Regions from separate parts of the Mus musculus genome. Here region 2 is linked to region 1. A link is a contact called in public Micro-C data. All regions are on one chromosome and are shown on one strand. Each heading gives the region's core, a stretch centred on a gene start, on an enhancer-like site or on the middle of the called end of the contact. The rest is flanking DNA. Distances are from core to core; before and after follow the strand shown. Region 1 has its middle 38 kb from the start of Gm30729. Region 2 overlaps Notch3 (notch 3).

What was found. Hi-C and Micro-C count contacts between places; a contact is called where the count stands out from the background.
Region 2: a Micro-C map of the G1E-ER4 cell line shows a contact between it and region 1, with 2.6 times the contacts expected there. The contact joins two enhancer-like sites. A contact is called at or near these places in 3 of 15 datasets of contacts at CTCF or cohesin (the G1E-ER4 cell line, large pre-B cells and pro-B cells), 11 of 484 Hi-C or Micro-C datasets (the AML12 cell line, the G1E-ER4 cell line, the HL-1 cell line and 5 more), 3 of 115 datasets of contacts at active chromatin or transcription factors (bone marrow-derived dendritic cells and embryonic stem cells) and 3 of 9 other capture datasets (adipose tissue, embryonic stem cells and pancreatic islet).

What each region holds. Positions count from the first base shown.
Region 1 is chr17:32,073,289-32,076,445 of GRCm38.p6, reverse strand. It overlaps the pseudogene Pdxk-ps. Among named protein-coding and RNA genes, the nearest start is that of Gm30729, 38 kb to the left of the region's middle. Within about 2 kb of position 1,670, at least 23 of the 459 cell types and tissues checked have an H3K27ac peak or open chromatin away from gene starts, as enhancers often do. A contact at or near this core is called in the G1E-ER4 cell line, where this site is marked.
Region 2 is chr17:32,120,797-32,124,305 of GRCm38.p6, reverse strand. It overlaps Notch3 (notch 3), which reads left to right. Exons shown (of 33, transcript NM_008716.3): 32 at 1-24; 33 at 1,446-3,486. The coding sequence ends at 2,486. The region is part of intron 1 of Gm38585 (a long non-coding RNA gene); the gene reads right to left. Among named protein-coding and RNA genes, the nearest start is that of Gm38585, 9.4 kb to the right of the region's middle. Within about 2 kb of position 1,550, at least 38 of the 459 cell types and tissues checked have an H3K27ac peak or open chromatin away from gene starts, as enhancers often do. A contact at or near this core is called in the G1E-ER4 cell line, where this site is marked.

The DNA of each region.
Region 1 (3,157 bases), core at 421-2,920:
ACATCATGTTCCTTCCTGAGAGTCGGGTCTCAGCCAGTCTCTAGTGTGAAAATGTGCCATTGTGCTATTTTTTTTTAAATGACAAAGCTGTTGTAGGAATATGTGATTCAGAACCATGGTCCCTTCCCCCAAAGGCTCTGGGCCTCTGACTGCCTCATAGGCGTGTGGAAGGAAGGAAGGTGGAGGAGGCCAGCCTGCTGCCTCTGGACCTTTCTGTTGGTCACTGGCTGTCACTGCCCCCTGTGTATACACAGTCCTGACTCTGCCCATGTTGGTGCTGTCTTTAAAATTGGGTTAGAAAAAAAAGAAAGAAAGGAAGGAAGGAAGGAAGGAAGGAAGGAAGGAAGGAAGGAAGAAAGAAAGAAAGAAAGAAAGAAAGAAAGAAAGAAAGAAAGAAAAAGAAAGCAAGCCAGCCAGCTGGGCATGGTGGTGCACACCTTTAATCCCAGCACTCGGGAGGCAGAGGCAAGCGGATTTCTGAGTTCGAGGCCAGCCTGGTCTACAGAGAAACCTTGTCTCCAAAAACTAAAAACCAAAAAAACAAAAAAAACAAACAAACAAACAAAAAAAAAAAAAAAAAAACTCGGGTTAGGTCTTAACCATTGGCATTGGAAGAATTCCGCCAAATATTTTCGTTGCCTTTCTGGCTTTCCCTTATTCCTGCATTAGAGTTTCTGTGTCTCTGCCACTCTTTGGGTGTCCCAGAATGTCACACGTATGGAGCTGCTGGGCTGCGAGGGAAGGTTTCATATCCCCGTGCTTGGGAAGGCACACAAGCATGTGGTCACTGTGACAGGGACCTTTTAAGGAACCTGAACATTCCAGGAGATCTGCAAGCGGCCTGGGTGTCTGCAGGGTCTCCTGTAACTTTGGAGCAAATTCTAGGAAGCTGACCAACATGGGTTTGAGCTGCTGAGAGCAGGGCAGCTTGGGGATTCAGGGAAGTTTGCCTCACTGGGCTCTTGTGGGCACTCACCCAGCCCTGCAGAACTGTCAGGTGGCAGTGCACCTGCCACATGCTGCTGGGGACAGTGCATCGCTGCACAGGGGTTTGGACAGACAGGGAAGGAGAGACAGAGGTGGCTCCTGCCCCCTGGTGGCGGACTTAAGTGCAGGTTTTCCCCCCTCCCCCTCCATTTCTGGATTCTGTGCCCACCTCATGCTGAGGGGCCAGAGGCCCTGATGTGAAGTCAGCTAGCTCTCTGCCTCCTTGGAAGGTCTCCTCTACAGAGCATATTGGCATTGTGTATGCAGGGGCAGCTCTTAGACCCCTCAGGAGACTGTGACATGTCCCATTGCCTACTGCTCAAGGGTGAGTTTTTTTTTTGTTGTTTTTTTTGTTTTTTTTGTTTTGGCTCTACTTCCCAGAGTTTGGGGATCCCCAGTCATGACTGTGAGTGGGGCTGTCTGTTCACAACATCCCTTGACCTCAGTCAGCACCCACACCCACTTTAATGAACTTCAGTTCTTGAGATTTGCCTTGCTTCTTCACAGAAGCCACAGTCTAAGGAGAAATTGGAGGTTGCCTTGGAAGCCAGGGGATAAGGCCCAGAGCACGTGACTAAGAAGAAATGATTAGTGCTTTGAGCATGGGCAGAGGTGCTGGCCGAGGTCAGGCTTTCCAAAGAACTGTCTGCAGCCCTGCCAGCCAGCAAGCACTGGGTCCGGCCCCCTAGTAGCCAAGTCAGAATTGGCTTTTGCTTTCACTTTCCAGAGCTTAGTAAGGAAGCTGCATTAGCCCAGGGTAGCCCAGTAGGACTTTGATCCTGCCTCAAAGCGTCTCCTTCCACCTCCCGGATGCTAGGAAGGAATTCCCACATATGACTCTTCTTAAGTCATGCCTGCTCCTGTGTGATAATCCTGGGCCTCTGTCTCACTTCTGCAGTATGTCCACGAATGTAAAAATGACAAATGACACGGTCCTTTTCCTTAACGGTGAGAGCCTTTTTTTTTTTTTAAAGCCACTTGCTGTTTCAGTGGGAGCATTCTAGGCTCCTCTGTGCTGAAGTGGGGATTTGAAAGGAGGGGACTGTGCGCCCCACAGGCTGTGCTCCCAGTATGATGTCAGCAGCACCACCTGAGATAAGAGACCAGCACAGGCTGTTAGAGGTCAGGCTGTCTCCTGTCCTTGTTGAGGAAGGTAGGGTCCCTGGAAGGAGCCAGGTTGGCCAGAGCAGTGCTGAGGCCTTTGCTGTGCTCCTGGGCAGCTCCTAGACAGAGTTCCCGGCTCCAGCTACTTCAGTCCTTACACTGTAAAGTGAAGGGAAGAAGAAGTGAATGTATTTTGTCTCCAAGTTCTTCGCTTCCTTGCAGCCCTTTGGGGGACTCATTAACTTGGGGTATCAAGCCATACTTAGGTAGTTCATACATGCCCAGTGACCACAGGCTGGGCCCACCTGCTTGCACTGGGCCCTCCGTGAACCTTTCCGGGGCAGTGTATCCACCTGGACCAGAGAGGGCACTGGGGTTTGAGTGGACAGGCATGGACCCAGGCTTTGGTGGTGTGCCTTCAGGAGGGTGCCGCAGCCCAGTGCCCCCTTTTATTGCTGCCATCTGGGGTGCTTCTCTTCCAGACATCCACGTAGCTAGCTACCTGCAGAAAGCCATGTCTGTCCATGTGACAGATGGATGCTAACCACGGGTCCCACCAGTGGATGCTAAGAATGGATGTCCCTCTAAGGGGCAGTTCTGGGAGGTCAGGTTCAGTGTGAGGTTACACTAGAGCTGCAGTCTCTAGGGAAAGTGGTGAGCCAGGGAAGGCTTGAACCTGGTCCCCAGGTCTGAATGAATGTCACTCCCCCCCACCCCCCAATGATGGAGACACGCCTTGGGGTGGAGGTGTAGCTGGACATGCCTGTGCCTGTCCACACTTTCTGTGACAGCTGCAGATGGCTGGCAGGTGCCAGTCCAGTTGCAGTCTCAGCATCCACCAGCAGGGGGCACGGTGGAGCCTGTGGAGCAGTGTCAGAGGCCCAGGCAGATGCTGGTACCAACTGATTAAACAGCCATCCTGCCATCCTGCTGGGAGATTTGATGTTTTTGGGTTTTTTGTTTGTTTGTTTGTTTGTTTGTTTGTTTGTTTGTTTTTTGGGTTTTTTTTTGTTTTGGTGTGTGTGCGTGTACATCTTTCTGTCAGGCCTCAGACTTGGTGTTGTGC
Region 2 (3,509 bases), core at 301-2,800, 48 kb before region 1:
AACAAGGACATGCAGGACAGCAAGGTGAGCCACTGGGGGCCTACAGTGCTACAGCCCCTGAATGTGACAAAGCAGAGTCAGGGAGGAATAAGCCTGTTAGGGGCATCCATCTTGCTTGCAGTCAGCTCTCAGGAGTGGGATTCTGGCCTGAAGGCTGTGAGAGCAAACTGTTGAAGTCGCTGTGTGACATCGAACGCAGTTGTCCCCATTGTGACAGGGGAAGCAGCAGCATGAGCTGCTGAGCTTGAACAAGCCTACTTTTCTTCCTTCCTTCTTTCTTTCTTTTTGAGACTAACTTCCTACCTCAGGTTGGCCTTGAACTCACAATTCTCATATTTCTACTAACTAAATGCTGGTATATGCTCTCATGCCTGGCTTTTTCTTTTTTCAATGATATATTTTATTTTTAAATAGTGTGTGCGTGTAAGTATGTGGACATGAGTTGCAGATATCCTTGAAGCAAGAAGAGGGTGTTGAATCCCCCTAGAGCTGAATCTATAGGCAGTTGTGAACTGCCCGTGTGGATACCAGGGATGGCACTGAAGTCACCAGGCTGAGTGACAAGTGTGGTTACCCACTGTGCCGTCTTGCCGTCTTGCCAGTCTTTACATTGTTTCCTTCTCTTTTGGAGATCATGTCTTACTGGTTAATTTAGCAAAAGCTGACCTCAAACTCTTGGTGAGTCTTCTGCCTTAGCCTCTCAAGTGCTGGGGTCATAGGCTCAGGTTCTCTCTCTGTCTGTCTCCATCTCTGTCTTTCCCTCCCTTCCTTCCTTCCTTCCTTCCTTCCTTCCTTCCTTCCTTCCTTCCTTCCTTCTTTCTTTCTTTCTTTCTTTCTTTCTTTCTTTCTTTCTTTCTTTCTTTCTTTCTTTCTTTCTTTCTTTCTAAGACAAGGACTCACTTTGTAGACCAGGCTAGCCTAGAACTCAGAGACCCTTTTGCCTTTGTGTCCTGGATGGTAGGACTGAAGGTGTACAGGACCACCAGAACCCCAACAACTCACTTTTTAATCTTTTGTTTTTTTGGTTTTTCAAGATAGGGTTTCTCTGTATAGTCCTGGCTGTCCTGGACCTCACTTTGTAGACCAGGACAAAGAAACTGGTAGAACTCAGAAATCTGCCTGCCTCTGCCTCCCGAGTGCTGGGATTAAAGGCGTGCTTTTTAATCTTTTATAACTCTTTTTAAAACTTTTATAACATCACCATGCAGTTTATTTTGATGACTGGAAGTTTTGATGCCCCTTTAAATTTTGTGCCTAAGGTAAGTCCTGGCCAGATGTGCCTGCTACAGAGAGAGCTTGTTTCTTCAACAGAGCTGGAATCCAAACTCAGGTCCATCTATTTCCAGGGTATCAACTCTTAGTTCTCAGGCTGCCCTAGAGATTAGAAAGCTAGGTGTTGGCCAGAGTGACTGACCTCCGTGGGTTCTGCCCCTCCCCCGCCTCAGGAAGAGACGCCGCTGTTCTTGGCCGCTCGGGAGGGCAGCTATGAGGCTGCCAAGCTGCTGCTGGATCATCTCGCCAACCGGGAGATCACAGATCACTTGGACAGGCTGCCCCGGGACGTGGCCCAGGAGCGGCTGCACCAGGACATTGTGCGGTTGCTGGACCAGCCCAGTGGACCTCGAAGTCCCTCTGGTCCCCATGGCTTAGGGCCATTGCTCTGCCCACCAGGGGCCTTCCTTCCTGGCCTCAAAGCGGTGCAGTCTGGGACCAAGAAGAGCAGGAGGCCACCTGGCAAGACCGGGCTGGGGCCACAGGGAACTCGTGGTCGGGGCAAGAAGCTGACACTAGCCTGTCCAGGACCTCTGGCAGACAGCTCTGTCACACTGTCACCGGTGGACTCTCTGGACTCACCACGGCCTTTCAGTGGGCCCCCTGCTTCCCCTGGAGGCTTCCCCTTGGAGGGCCCCTATGCCACCACGGCCACCGCGGTGTCCTTGGCACAGCTAGGCGCAAGTAGGGCGGGTCCTCTGGGGCGCCAGCCTCCTGGGGGCTGTGTGCTCAGCTTTGGTCTGCTCAATCCTGTAGCTGTTCCCCTCGACTGGGCCAGGCTGCCTCCACCTGCCCCTCCAGGGCCCTCATTCCTGCTGCCCCTGGCTCCGGGACCCCAGTTGCTCAACCCAGGAGCCCCAGTTTCTCCCCAAGAGCGGCCCCCACCCTACCTGGCTGCTCCAGGACATGGAGAGGAATATCCTGCAGCAGGAACCCGCAGTAGCCCCACCAAGGCCCGCTTCCTGCGGGTTCCCAGCGAGCATCCTTATTTGACCCCGTCTCCTGAGTCCCCAGAGCACTGGGCCAGCCCATCCCCCCCATCCCTCTCAGACTGGTCTGACTCAACACCTAGCCCAGCAACTGCTACCAATGCCACAGCCTCTGGAGCCCTGCCTGCTCAGCCACACCCCATATCTGTTCCCTCCCTCCCTCAGTCCCAGACTCAGCTGGGACCCCAACCAGAAGTTACCCCCAAGAGGCAGGTGATGGCCTAAGTTCTTGGATTTGAGGGGTGCTGAAGTGACACTCCTCTATGACTTCTTTCTTCCTCCTTTTTAATCTTACTCTCATCCCTTTCTCTCTGTCCCAGCCTTCCTGCACCTCTCTGTCTTGTAGTGTGACCAAGTTGGTCACCAGCCCAGACCCCCAGTCTTCCTTTATTTATAATGGGTAGGGGCTGACCTTCCACCACCTTGGCCCCCTAAGGGATCTGGGACCTCCTTTTGATCCCTCTCCCTGCCTCAACTTCCTCCCCCCCCTCTTTCTGCTTCTCATTGTCTCACACTCTGACAAGAGTGAGTTATTATTTTTTTCTTTTTTACATTTTGTATAGAGACAAATTCATTTAAACAAACTTATTATTATTATTATTTTTTACAAAATATATATATGGAGTTGCTCCCTTCCCCCCGCTGCAAATTCCTCCAGCGCCCCCGTGGGGCTGAGTCTGTGGGCCCGTTTGGCCAATCCGGACTCTGTGTACTGAGTACACAGATATGACTAGGGCTCCACGTACTGAGTATGTGGCCCTCGTATGTACCAAGTAGCCAGCCTTGGGCACACCCTCCCCTGGGGTCAGGGGACATTTGGGAGCCTCCTTCCCCTCCCCATTCCCCTTCCTCACTTCACTGCATTCCAGATAAGACGTGTAGACTCACTGGGAAAGGGGTCTTGTCTGCTCAAAGCCTCAACTCCAGGCTCACCTCCCAGAGCCTGGCTCACCTTTTAGGGCCTGGGGTGGGGGGGCACGTCAGGGGAGATGTATTTTGTATGCATTCCACTTCTAATTGTAAATACAGGGCAGAAGGTGGGAGTGGCTCTCCCTCTTCCTGTTGTTCTCTTGGCTCAGCCTGCCTAATAGAAATGTTTTTAGGCTGTTTTTGTAATATGGCACCTGGTCACAGTCCTTTGTAGCTGAATTCCCAGGTCCTGCACTGTACAACCCTCACCTTCTCAGTTCCCTTACCACCTAATAAAGGAATAGTTAATACCCAAGTGTCTGGTTTCTGTGCAAGGTC